3 separate regions of the Mus musculus genome follow, and all the other regions are linked to region 1. Evidence: chromatin contacts called from public HiChIP or PLAC-seq data. All regions are on one chromosome and are shown on one strand. Each heading gives the region's core, a stretch centred on a gene start, on an enhancer-like site or on the middle of the called end of the contact. The rest is flanking DNA. Distances are from core to core; before and after follow the strand shown.

Region 1 (3,616 bases), core at 421-2,920:
CTTAGGGACCTGGTGTGGCCTGGAGCCCTGACAAGTGAGGCGCCACTGACCTTAGGTACCGGTAGGAAACCATGAGATGGGAGGACCCTAGAGGCTGTCAATTATCAGGAGATGGGAGGACCCTAGAGGCTGTCAATTATCAAGAGATGGAGGACCCTAGAGGCTGTCTTTGACTGTCGACTATATCATTGACAAGCCAGAAAAGAGAACTAAGGTATGGTGTCTCCCAATTCCTCCCTCTCTCTCCTTCCCCTTCCCTCCACCCCTTTGCCTCCTCTCCCCATTGTCTCTCAGTGAGGACACTGCTGTTACCATTACTAGTAACCTTCACGTAAAACCACTTCTTCCTTGATGAAATTCCAGAAGAGCTATAGATTGGTGATTATATCACTAGGTCCCCCTACTCCCCTTGAATACAACTTCCAGCCCCTGATCAGTTGCCCCTTCTGGATCTCTAGTCTAGTCCTGGCTGAGCCAGGCTGAGCCTTTCCATAGAAACCTGCTTCTCCAAGCCTCTGACTCCCCTGAAACTCCATCTCTCCTCCTACAAGAGCTGCAATGCCAAAGCCACTGGGAGATGGATTAAGGTGGGTGTGGCTTTTCAGGTCCTTCAGTTTGTCTCTACATCTCTGGACCCACAGTAGCCTCCCCCCCATGTCTCTCCTTCCATCTCTGCTGCCACCAATGTCACTTAGCAAGTGTCAGGCAGGGGTGGGAATGGCCGTAGGCCTTAGCAGTCATTTCCTTTGTCATCACCTGGGAGGAACTGCATGTTCCCTGTGGAGAGGAGCCCTCTTGGTGCCTTCTCCACCCAGGAGCCCAAGACACTCACCCACAAGCTCCCTTCCCCTATGATGCCTGTCCTGTGGTTCCAGCCCTGCTCAACCTGGCGCATGTGGAGGTCTCCCCAGCACAGCAGTGCCCAGCTGTAGGCAGCCTCAAATCGCAGGGCTGTAGAGAAGGTGGTCCCTGAGAACACACCTCTGTGAAAATACCTTCCCTTGAGGTTGCTTGCAGGCCTTTAACTCCCAGGTAGAAATAAATTGTTCTAATTCACAGCCTCAGTCCCCCACTGACCTAGGAGGAAGAGACAACTCAAATGGAAAGGCCAAGACCCTCTGGTCCAAAGAGTACGTCAGGAGACTGAAGACCATCCGTTCAACTCCTGACCTACAGGGGAAGTCCCAGGCAGATTCTTTATAATTAATCCTACTTAACTCTTGCAAGGTGATGACAACAGAACTCGGTTTATGATCTCATTTATCACCCTCCCTGTCACTAAAATATGAGATGCAAATGCCCCACCTAAATATTTGAAGAGAAGCCAGTGAGCGAGGATGAATTCCCTGCTTAGCAGCATTGGCTAGAGACCATCGCTACGGGGTGCTCTCTGGGCTGGCCTCCCCTCATGTCATCTGGGGTTTGCTACAGAACAAGAGAGGAAATGGACAAGAATGAGAGTTTTGTCTTGGGACTCTAGCTCTTCCTAAGCTAACACAAAGGCATGTGCATCATTGCTACATGGTAGGAGATGAAAATGATGAGCTCTGCTGGTGTCTTCAAACAAAAATGGCAATTGTTTGCCAGGGGGAGGGGAGCATTTGTGAGCTTTCAAAACTCTGAAAAAGGAGAATAAACATTTCCGTGACTCGTGGATGAGTCACTGTGAATCGCATGCCTGACCTCTGCAAAGTGGGTTCTGGCTGTGGTGTCTCAGACTAGCCCACAGTCCTACCCTGGGCTCTGAGCTAGCTCCTAAGCCAGTTGATCTAGGAATGACAGCAGCAGATACACAGAGAGAAGGAGGTATCTGTGTGTGCAGCCCCATGTTGTGCCTAGCTCTTCTATAAGAAGGTAGAAAACTAGTGCTTTGGGGTGATGCCAGGATTCCTATGGAAAAGACTGTTTGCTGTGATTTCTTTCTCTAGTCACAGAGCTGGACTAACTCAGAATTTGATAGATAAGGGAAAGACCATGGTAACATCAGCCTGGAGCAACCCAGCTTGAAAGCAACTAATGGACAACGTGCACTCAGACTTGTGACTTGGCAGTTACAACTGGTGTCTGTCTTCCTAGTCCCCACTGTCTTCTACTAGAAGAGCCTGTGACTCTATCATAAGGCTTTATCTACAGAGGACACTTGGACTAGGGGAATCAGGGACTCAAGGGTCTTTGGCATGGCCCTCCTGGGGACTAGCAGAAGGTAGTGGATAAATAGCACAGTTGTCTCTGCCTCACTGATTCTAAGGTACATTTTACAGTGGGTCATTAACTCCAGAGGGACTAAACCAAGATGTCCACAGAGGTCATTGGCAACCCTTCTATGAGTTTTCTTCCCATCTCAAGTGGCAATCTCCTGCAGCACTTTCTGGAATAACTATTTGTGTTCAGGTCTTTGTCTCAGGGACTGCATGGTGATTTGAACAAGAACGACCCCTATAAACTCATATATATGAATGTTTAGTCACCAGGGAGTGGAACTATTTGAAAGGATTAGAAGGATTAGGGGGTGTGGCCTTGTTAGAGAAAGTATGTCACTGCTGTTGGGCTTTGAGGCTTCAAAGGCCTGTGTCAGGCCTAGGCTCCCTATGCCTACAAGATCAGGGCTTACTTCTCAGCTACTGCTCCAGCACCATGTCTGCCTGCCTGCTGTCATGCCCCCCACTATGATGGTAATGGACTAACCCTCTGAAACTGTAAGCCAGGCTAGAATGAAATGCTTCCTCTCATAAGGGTGGCCTTAGCCATGGTTTCTCTTCACAGAAATAGAACAGTGACTAAGTCAGTGTGCTATTTGGGAAAACCCACTTGAGAGGAGGCGTTGTGCTTAGCTCAGTGGGTTGAAGGGGGAAAAAAGCCCTGATTCTCCACCTGGAACCTCAAACTCTAAACATAGGGAAGCTGAATTGTGATGGTTTGAAACTGAGGCCAGGATTGACTAAGCACCTTCCAACTATGCTCAGGAAGACCTGTTTCAGTTGGGGTATGACCTCAAGGGATCCCCATGAGCCTATGACAGTCATCCAGCATGCACATACTTGATTCTCAGAGACCGTTGTCTGTAAAACCTTAGCAGCCACTTGCTAGACTCCTGGCTCAGGAGTGTGCTTTAGTCTTCCGGGTTTTGACCTGCATGTCTATGTGAGTATGAGTTAAGTATACAGTCACCGTGACACTTCAGGCCCACAGGAAGCCTACAGCTACAGTTCCCTACTATGTGGCATTGAGTAGCTAACAGGTATACAGTCATAAAGCTAAACCCTGCTCTCTATCTCGAGCTAAAATCATTTTAGTTGTATTTAAAACGATAAGCACTAAATAAAAATAAGATTATAAAAGTTCTAAAAGAAATGTTAGTTAAGTATGTACCCAGCCATAAGATGGGGTAAATAATTTCTTGCATGGTCTCAATGACAAAAAGTATAAAGAGAGAAAACACATAAAAATGTTTGTCTTGCTAGGGTTTTACTGCTGTGAACAGACACCATGACCAAGGCAACTCTTATAAGGACACCATTTAATTGGGGCTGGCTTACAGGTTCAGAGGTTCAGTCTGTTATCATCAAGGTGGGAGCATGGCAGCATCCAGGTAGGCATGGTGCAGGAGGAGCTGAGA
Region 2 (3,616 bases), core at 560-3,059, 190 kb before region 1:
GTTCTTTTTGCTTCTATTTGGTTTGATTATTTCCTGCCCTCTACTCCTCTTGGGTGTATTTGCTTCTTTTTGTTCTAGAGCTTTCAGGTGTGCTGTCAAGCTGCTAGTGTAAGCTCTCTTCAGTTTCTTTTGGGGGGCACTTAGAGCTATGAGTTTTCCTCCTACCACTGCTTTCATTGTGTCCCATAAGTTTTGGTATGATGTGTCTTTGTTTTCATTAAATTCTAAAAAGTCTTTGATTTCCTTCTTTATTTCTTCCTTGACCAAGTTATCATTGAGTAGGGCATTGTTCAGCTTCCATGTGTATGTGTGCTTCCCGTTGTTTTTGTTGGTATTTAAGACCAGCCTTAGTCCATGGTGATCTGAGAGGGTGCATGAGATTATTTCAATCTTCTTGTATCTGTTGAGGCCTGTTTTGTGGCCAATTATTTGGTCAGTTTTGGAGAGGATACCATGAGGTGCTGAGAAGAAGGTATATTCTTTTGCTTTAGGATGAAATGTTCTATAAATATCTGTTAAATCCATTTGGTTCATAGCTTCTGTTAGTTTCACTGTGTCTCTGTTTAGTTTCTGTTTCCATGATCTGTCCATTGCTGAGAGTAGGATGTTGAAGTCTCCCGCTTTTATTGCATGGGACGGGATGTATGCTTTGAGCTTTACTAGTTTCTTTTATGAATGTGGGTGTCCTTGCATTTGGAGCATAGATGTTCAGAAATGAGAGTTCATCTTGGTAGATTTTTTCCTTGACCAGTATGAAGAGTCCTTCCTTATCTTTTTTTGATAACTTTTGGTTGAGAGTTGATTTTATTTGAAATTAGAATGGCCATTCCAGCTTGTTTCTTGGGACCATTTGCTTGAAAAATTGTTTTCCAACCTTTTACTCTGAGATAGTGTCTGTCTTTGTCACTGAGGTGTGTTTCCTGTATGCAGCAAAATGCTGAGTCCTGTTCATGTATCCAGTTTCTTAGTCTATGTCTTTTTGGGGGGAACTGAGTCCATTGATGTTAAGAGATATTAAGGAACAGTGATTGTTACTTCCTGTTATTTTTGTTTTTAGAGGTGGAATTATGTTTGTGTTGCTATCTTCTTTTGGGTTTGTTGAAAGATTACTGCCTTGCTTTTTCTAGAGTGTAGTTTCCCTCCTTGGGTTGGTACTTTCCATCTATTATCCTTTGTAGGGCTGGATCTATGGAAAGCTATTGTGTAAATTTGGTTTTGTCCTGGAATACCTTGGTTTCTCCATCCATGGTAATTGAGAGATTTGCTGGGTGTTCTTACGGGCTTTTTAATCACTCCATTTCAGGTTTTTTTTTTTTTTTTTTTGGTATTAAAACGCCTTTTGGTACACTATTTAAATTCCCTTTGCTATGCATTTTTGGCAATTTTTCATTTGCTTTTCTTTTGGCCTTAAGAGTTTCCTTAGCATTTATGGGTGGGGCAGGTTTGCAAGTGACAAGTTCTCTTGCTTTTTCTTTTAACGTCTGCGATGTCTCCCTCTTTCTTCTTTTGTGAAGAAAGTACTGTTGACTCCTCTGGCACAGTTTTCATTTTCATTGCTGTGCTTGTCACTCCAGGACCTCCATGTAGCTCTTTCACAAAAGTTAAGATCAAAACAGGTAAGGCATCTGCCAGTGCTGGTGGAGACATGGAGGGAAGGGAAGCCCTGCACACTGTGCTGAGGGTAAATACTTTAGTCACTATGAAGAATGGAATGTCGCTTCCTCAGAAAAACAAACATGTGAAGCTACAGCAAGATCAGCAGTCCCACAGCTGGGCGTACAGCCAAAGAAAACAAAGCAAAATCAGTGTGTCCCCGAGACGTGTGCACACTGGTGTTCACCTGGCACAGTTCTCAAATGGGGTGAACACAGGGCTGCCTGTGTCTATCAAATGACTATTGAATAAAGGAAGCATGGTACTCACTGGCTAGGGAACACCATTCAGCCTTCCTGAGCACGTGGAAGCTTCTACTATGTTGCAGAAGGCAGTAGAGATAGATTTTGTTTTTAGAGAAATAAGGCAGACACAAAAAGGCCAACACTTTGTGCTCTCATGTGTGGGATCTAACCAGGCTGATCTCCCAGTGATGGGCAAAGGCTGGGAGACTAGGAGGCAGGTAGGGATACCGGGACTAGCAGAAGCTAAGCTACAGTTAAGCCAAGCATGGAGGCCTGGTAGATCTTCTGTGTTGCCTCTCCACAGGGTGACCACAGATATCAGTTGTGCATGGTGCCTTTCAGGAGCCTAGAAGGAAGGATGGCTGAAGTCTCTGTCTCCCTGAGCTGACAGCGTGCACCCACTTATCCCAAACCCCGAGAACTGGAAAGTTGCAGACAGTCTGCAGGACTGAGCCCACAGCCCAAGTTACCCATTAGATAAAGTTTGTGTCTTCAGCCAATGAGAAGGGAGATTTAGGAAGGGCAAGTCCTGGCCTATGGGAAGAGAGGACAGGAATTCCTTGTGGTTGGAGAACCTTAAAAACCACTGCCTTGCACCAAATCAGCATGCTGGTCCTATGTACCTTTTCTGGGTCCCTTTCTGAAGATGATATTTTAAAAACAGCTTCATTTTCATGACCCTCTTGAATTTGTAGTTATCTAATTCCCTATATAAGTAACTTTATTTAAACATTGCACATTGTGCACATATGCCAAAATGGCAGTACATTAGTTATTTATTTATATTTTATTTTTTTAATTTTAGTTTCTTGGTTTTTCCACACAGAGTTTCTATGCGCTCTGGCTGTCCTAGAATTCACTCTGTAGACCAGACCAGCCTCCAACTCACAGAGATCCACCTGTCTCTGCCTCCCAAGTGCTGGGATTAAAATTGTGCACCACCACTGCCTGGCACAACTTTTTATTTTTAATGTACCTCTTAAAAATAAGTAGGGGAAAGATCAATCAAAATAAATAAAAATAACTATTTCTATTGATCTTTTGTTTCATTGAGACACAATTATAATTTTTCCTCCAGTTATTTTAATTACTTAAGTAATTAATTCATCCATTAGTTTACATCTCAAATATTGCTCCCCCTCCTCGTCCCTCCCTCACTGATACTTTCATCCTATTCCTCCCCCTCTTCTCCTCTGAGAGGTAGGATTCCCCCCGCCCCGTCAGGTATCCCCCGTGCCCCTGACACATCAAGTCTCTGCCAGATTAGGTGGATCCTCTCCCACTGAGGCCGACAGGGCAGCCATGAGGACTGAGCTTCCTGTCTGCTACATAGGTGCTGGAGGAGGGGGCGGCTTATTCTACCCTATGTATGTTTTTTGCTTGGTGGCTCAGGGGATCCAGGTTTGTTGACTCTGTTGTTCTTCCTGTGGGGTTCCCATCTTCTTCTGGTCCTTCAATCCTTCCCCCAACTCTTCCATAAGTGTCCCCAAACTCCATCTAATGTTTGGCTGTTCCTCCAGCCAGTTTAAATAGTTACATTTTATTTAATATATTTAAAATAATTAACTTAAGTTCTTTATCAAGTCCAATACCTAGGTAGGACACCAGACAGCTTCCTCTGATTTCCCCCACAAAGACCACACTCCCTTACTGCTTTGCCTCATTCGGGAACATTTTAAGGAATATAATTGAAAGAATGCAGTGTTAGCATCTTGCTG
Region 3 (3,616 bases), core at 351-2,850, 170 kb before region 1:
ATAAAGGGAGACACCTGACATTCTCCTCTGGCCTACACACACGTGTACTCGCGACATGTATATATATTCATGTACCAAACATACATGTAAGAAAACATACATGTAAGAAAAACAATCAGGAGAGGACTTCAGATTACGAGCTTTTAAGTTAGTAAATAGCAACAGGCACAAGGTAGAGAAGACAGAGCGGAAGGCACAGTGAGTGTGGCTGCCAGTCTTCTGCATCTAGGTTTCCTACCCGTGGGCATCTGCATGGATGAGCGCAGGGGCTCAGCTCGGTGTGTCCCCTTTCTGCCTCTTGCTCTGGGGACTCAGTCTGCCTTATGCCTGTCACTAGAGCACTTCTAGGACATAAACACCTCCCCCAATACCATGTCTACACCATTAATAACCCTAATACTAGGAGGTGCTCTCCATCTCCTCAAATAGGGTTTGTTTATTCTTTGGCACAAGTCCTAGTAGTAAATTGAGCACCCCAAGTGGCTCACCTGCTTGCCCAAAGTGACCCCATTGGTCAGTGGCTGTCATTTCCACCTGGGTGCCTTGTTCAATACAACTTCTAATGCCCTTCATTTTCCCCACTGACCCAGCCTGGCCCTGTGGATGGAGCATGCACACGGGCAGATCTGTACGGCAGAAAGCCCTTCTAAGACTTCCGGCAAGCTCTACACTCAACACAGGAGCCAAGCCATGAAGACAGTGAAGATTTATGGGGGATCCTAAGGCCATGTGAACTTATCTTTTTGGCTGGACTCTACATTCCTGGTCATCCCCTGTGGCTCCGTGGGAGCACCTTCCTTTCTTGTCAGTATTTCACACCTCTCCCCTCTGCTCTGCTGGGGTTTGCTTTATAGAAAAATTGTATCATGATCATGACAGTGCTTCTGCAGGGTAAGCTGGTCCATGTGCCTCTGTGTCTGCGCTTTGATCCCCTAGGTCTGTGATTGGCTGGGGCTGAGGATGCTGGGGTGAAATGGGTAGAGTGGTCCTGATCTGGAGGGCTTCAGTCTAGTGGGAGAAGGGCTTCCAGACAGCCCAGTCTGGGCACTGTGGGTGATGAGGCTAGTGCCTGAGCTGTGTGCTGGGTGTGGAGTAGGGCCTTCTAGGCTGGGTGCTATAGGTTATGGGTGGCCTGCTGGGCTGGGCACTGCAGATGAAGGGTGATCAGCTGGGATGGTTGTTGTAGGTGCTGAGACAGCTTCCTAGTCTGGATGCTACAACTGTGGGTCTGTTCTCTTGCATGTTCTGGATGTGGTCCTACTATATCTTCAGCCTCTTAAGTACAATGGGACTAACTGGAACCACAGGACCCTTTTGCTGGGCACCTCCCACGCCAACCCCTGGTTCTGGCACCTATGAGACTGGCTGATCTTCTGGAGATTAGCAAGGGTGGGGTTCATGTGAGTGTGGACAGAGTCCCCCTGTGCTTTGCATCCCAGAGTGTGTAGACACACAGGGACCACATCCAAGAAGCCATACTTGCCAAGCCCTCGGGACCAGGGCTCCATGAGAACCGTTTTTATTGAGGATTGTGGTATGTAGTAGATTGAGAAATTGCCATAGTTGGAAAAACAAGTAGAAAACCTTCCAGAAAGTAAACCCCGAGGAAGGAAGTGCCAGGACAGGGAGTGCTGGACACGTGGGAGGCTCAAGCTCAGTTTCTAGGGGAGCGCTGGGCCATGCAGGTCCCAGTGCCTTCGGATTTGGCCTGGTGGCAGTTCTCGCTGTATTTAAGGTCTAAGATATTCTTTGATTAATTTCCGTGGACTTCACTAGAGTTACAACAGCAAGTCCCTGAGCACTAATTAAGGAAGAGAGGCGGACAGTGACTCATGCTGGAAAGAACCCTCTCCCAGCCCTAACAAAGTGTCTCAGGTCCTCACAGTGGGAACGGCCTCTGATCAAGGCAGCTCTGGATTTAGGTCAGCAAGATAATGGTCAGAGATCTTACTAGCCCCCCACCCCCACCCCCTGTGTGTGTGTGTGTGTGTGTGTGTGTGTGTGTGTGTGTGTATGTGTGTCTTACGTATTGTGTGAGTCTGTCTTTGTGTCTCCTCTCTATCTGCTTATGTGTGTGTGTCTGTTTCTGTATGTCCTTCTGTTCGTCTCTCTCTGTGTTTCTGTTTCTCACTGTGTGTATGTACATATCTGTGGATCTGTGTCGGTGTGCCCCCTCCCCCCGTGCCTGTTGGTCTCTATCTTGCTGTGTCTCTGTGTCTGTCTGTCTGTCTGCCTGCCTATTCCCCCCCCCACCTGTCTCTGTATTCACTTACAGGCTCCAGGCTCCAATTGTGTGTCCCCCAGAAGAGCTGACAGGGGCACCTGGCATGGCTTCTTACACAGTTCTCCTGCTGGAGACCAACAGAACCTTCTGGTGCTTGAACTCAGGGCCTCACACACGCAAGGCAGGCTCCCACCGAGCTGTGACTCAGCTGTTCCAGATCACAAGTCCATGACCAGGGATCTGCCACCACCTAGGTTGGAAGTCACAGCATCCATCTGGCCCCAACCACGAAGGGCCATTTTGGCTGACCAAACCTTTTCTTGAAAGCTTGGGTGGTAAGAAGGAGAGCAGAGGTCGTTGCTTCAGTCACATGCTGGGGAAGGTTGACAAGGCACAAGTAATTCTTATCCAACATAGAAGCAGAGTGTGCCAAAAATGAGAGCAAATTCAAGGGTGTATTTTCTCTCCAAGTGAGAAGTAGCTTGGAGCCTTTCCTGCCATGTGACTAGATTCTGGCTATGGATCTGACCTGGGAGGCCACAGAGGACCCACAGCTTGGGATTCCTTTAGGAGCCAAGACTGAGCAGCAAGTGTGGACATTATTCCCAGTAGAACTTGGTCTTGGGCAGACAAGGAGCTGAGTCTGCTGGTACAGTGTGTTGCTGTGCATCAGAACTAGAGCCCTGTCATCTGGGTGACGTCCAGAGTATGACATTCTCACAGGCTGTCTGCCTTCGGCCTCCATTCCTGTAAACACTTTGCCTATAGATAAGAACCAGCTTGCTGTTTAGCCGAAGGGAATAAATCTTCTTTAGACCAGGAAGGGACCCCATGGTTGAATCTTGACAGCTGGGCAAAGTACAAGTGCAGAGAATGTTGCTGTGAGCAGGGACAGCCAATGAAAGCACCAGGCCACACAGGGCTAACAACTCAGCCAGGGACAGAGATGGGCCTATCTGCCAAGCAGCGTGCTGGAGACCAGAGACTCAGGAGGGAACGCATATGTGGTCAGGTCCCCACGGGGTGAGAGTTGACAGACAAGCAGGGCAGAAAAGCACACAGACTACGTCCCCTTGTTCTCTTGGGTCTCACAAAGGGCAGTGGTGGAGAAGCTTTGCCAGCAAGCACAGGAACTTTGGGAGAAGATTTGAGAAGATGTTTAAATTGTAAGGCCTTCTATTGATCATATAGCAGTCATAATCCCAGATCACCCAACACTGAAGCTGCCTTTGAGCCCCAGCTTCCCCATGGGAGTCACTCTCCTTTATTTAGTTTTAGTTAATGTGTATAGGTGTTCACATGCGTTTGTATATGCACCATGTGCATGGAGTGCCCACAGAAGCTAGGAGAGGGCATCAGATTGCCCTGAAACTGGAGTGACAGGCAGTTGTG

The links. HiChIP or PLAC-seq counts read pairs in DNA pulled down with a chosen protein or histone mark.
Region 2: a contact with region 1 is called in an HNF4G HiChIP or PLAC-seq map of pancreatic cancer cells. The contact joins two enhancer-like sites. A contact is called at or near these places in 2 of 484 Hi-C or Micro-C datasets (liver and stem cell-derived neural stem cells) and 2 of 115 datasets of contacts at active chromatin or transcription factors (double positive thymocytes and pancreatic cancer cells).
Region 3: a contact with region 1 is called in a FOXA1 HiChIP or PLAC-seq map of pancreatic cancer cells. The contact joins two enhancer-like sites. A contact is called at or near these places in 4 of 484 Hi-C or Micro-C datasets (embryonic stem cells, liver and nephron progenitors) and 1 of 115 datasets of contacts at active chromatin or transcription factors (pancreatic cancer cells).

What each region holds. Positions count from the first base shown.
Region 1 is chr1:91,690,970-91,694,585 of GRCm38.p6, reverse strand. No RefSeq gene overlaps it. Among named protein-coding and RNA genes, the nearest start is that of Gm28380, 82 kb to the right of the region's middle. Within about 2 kb of position 1,670, at least 38 of the 459 cell types and tissues checked have an H3K27ac peak or open chromatin away from gene starts, as enhancers often do. A contact at or near this core is called in pancreatic cancer cells, where this site is marked.
Region 2 is chr1:91,881,469-91,885,084 of GRCm38.p6, reverse strand. No RefSeq gene overlaps it. Among named protein-coding and RNA genes, the nearest start is that of Gm46242, 3.6 kb to the right of the region's middle. Within about 2 kb of position 1,809, at least 12 of the 459 cell types and tissues checked have an H3K27ac peak or open chromatin away from gene starts, as enhancers often do. A contact at or near this core is called in pancreatic cancer cells, where this site is marked.
Region 3 is chr1:91,856,480-91,860,095 of GRCm38.p6, reverse strand. No RefSeq gene overlaps it. Among named protein-coding and RNA genes, the nearest start is that of Gm46242, 21 kb to the left of the region's middle. Within about 2 kb of position 1,600, at least 58 of the 459 cell types and tissues checked have an H3K27ac peak or open chromatin away from gene starts, as enhancers often do. A contact at or near this core is called in pancreatic cancer cells, where this site is marked.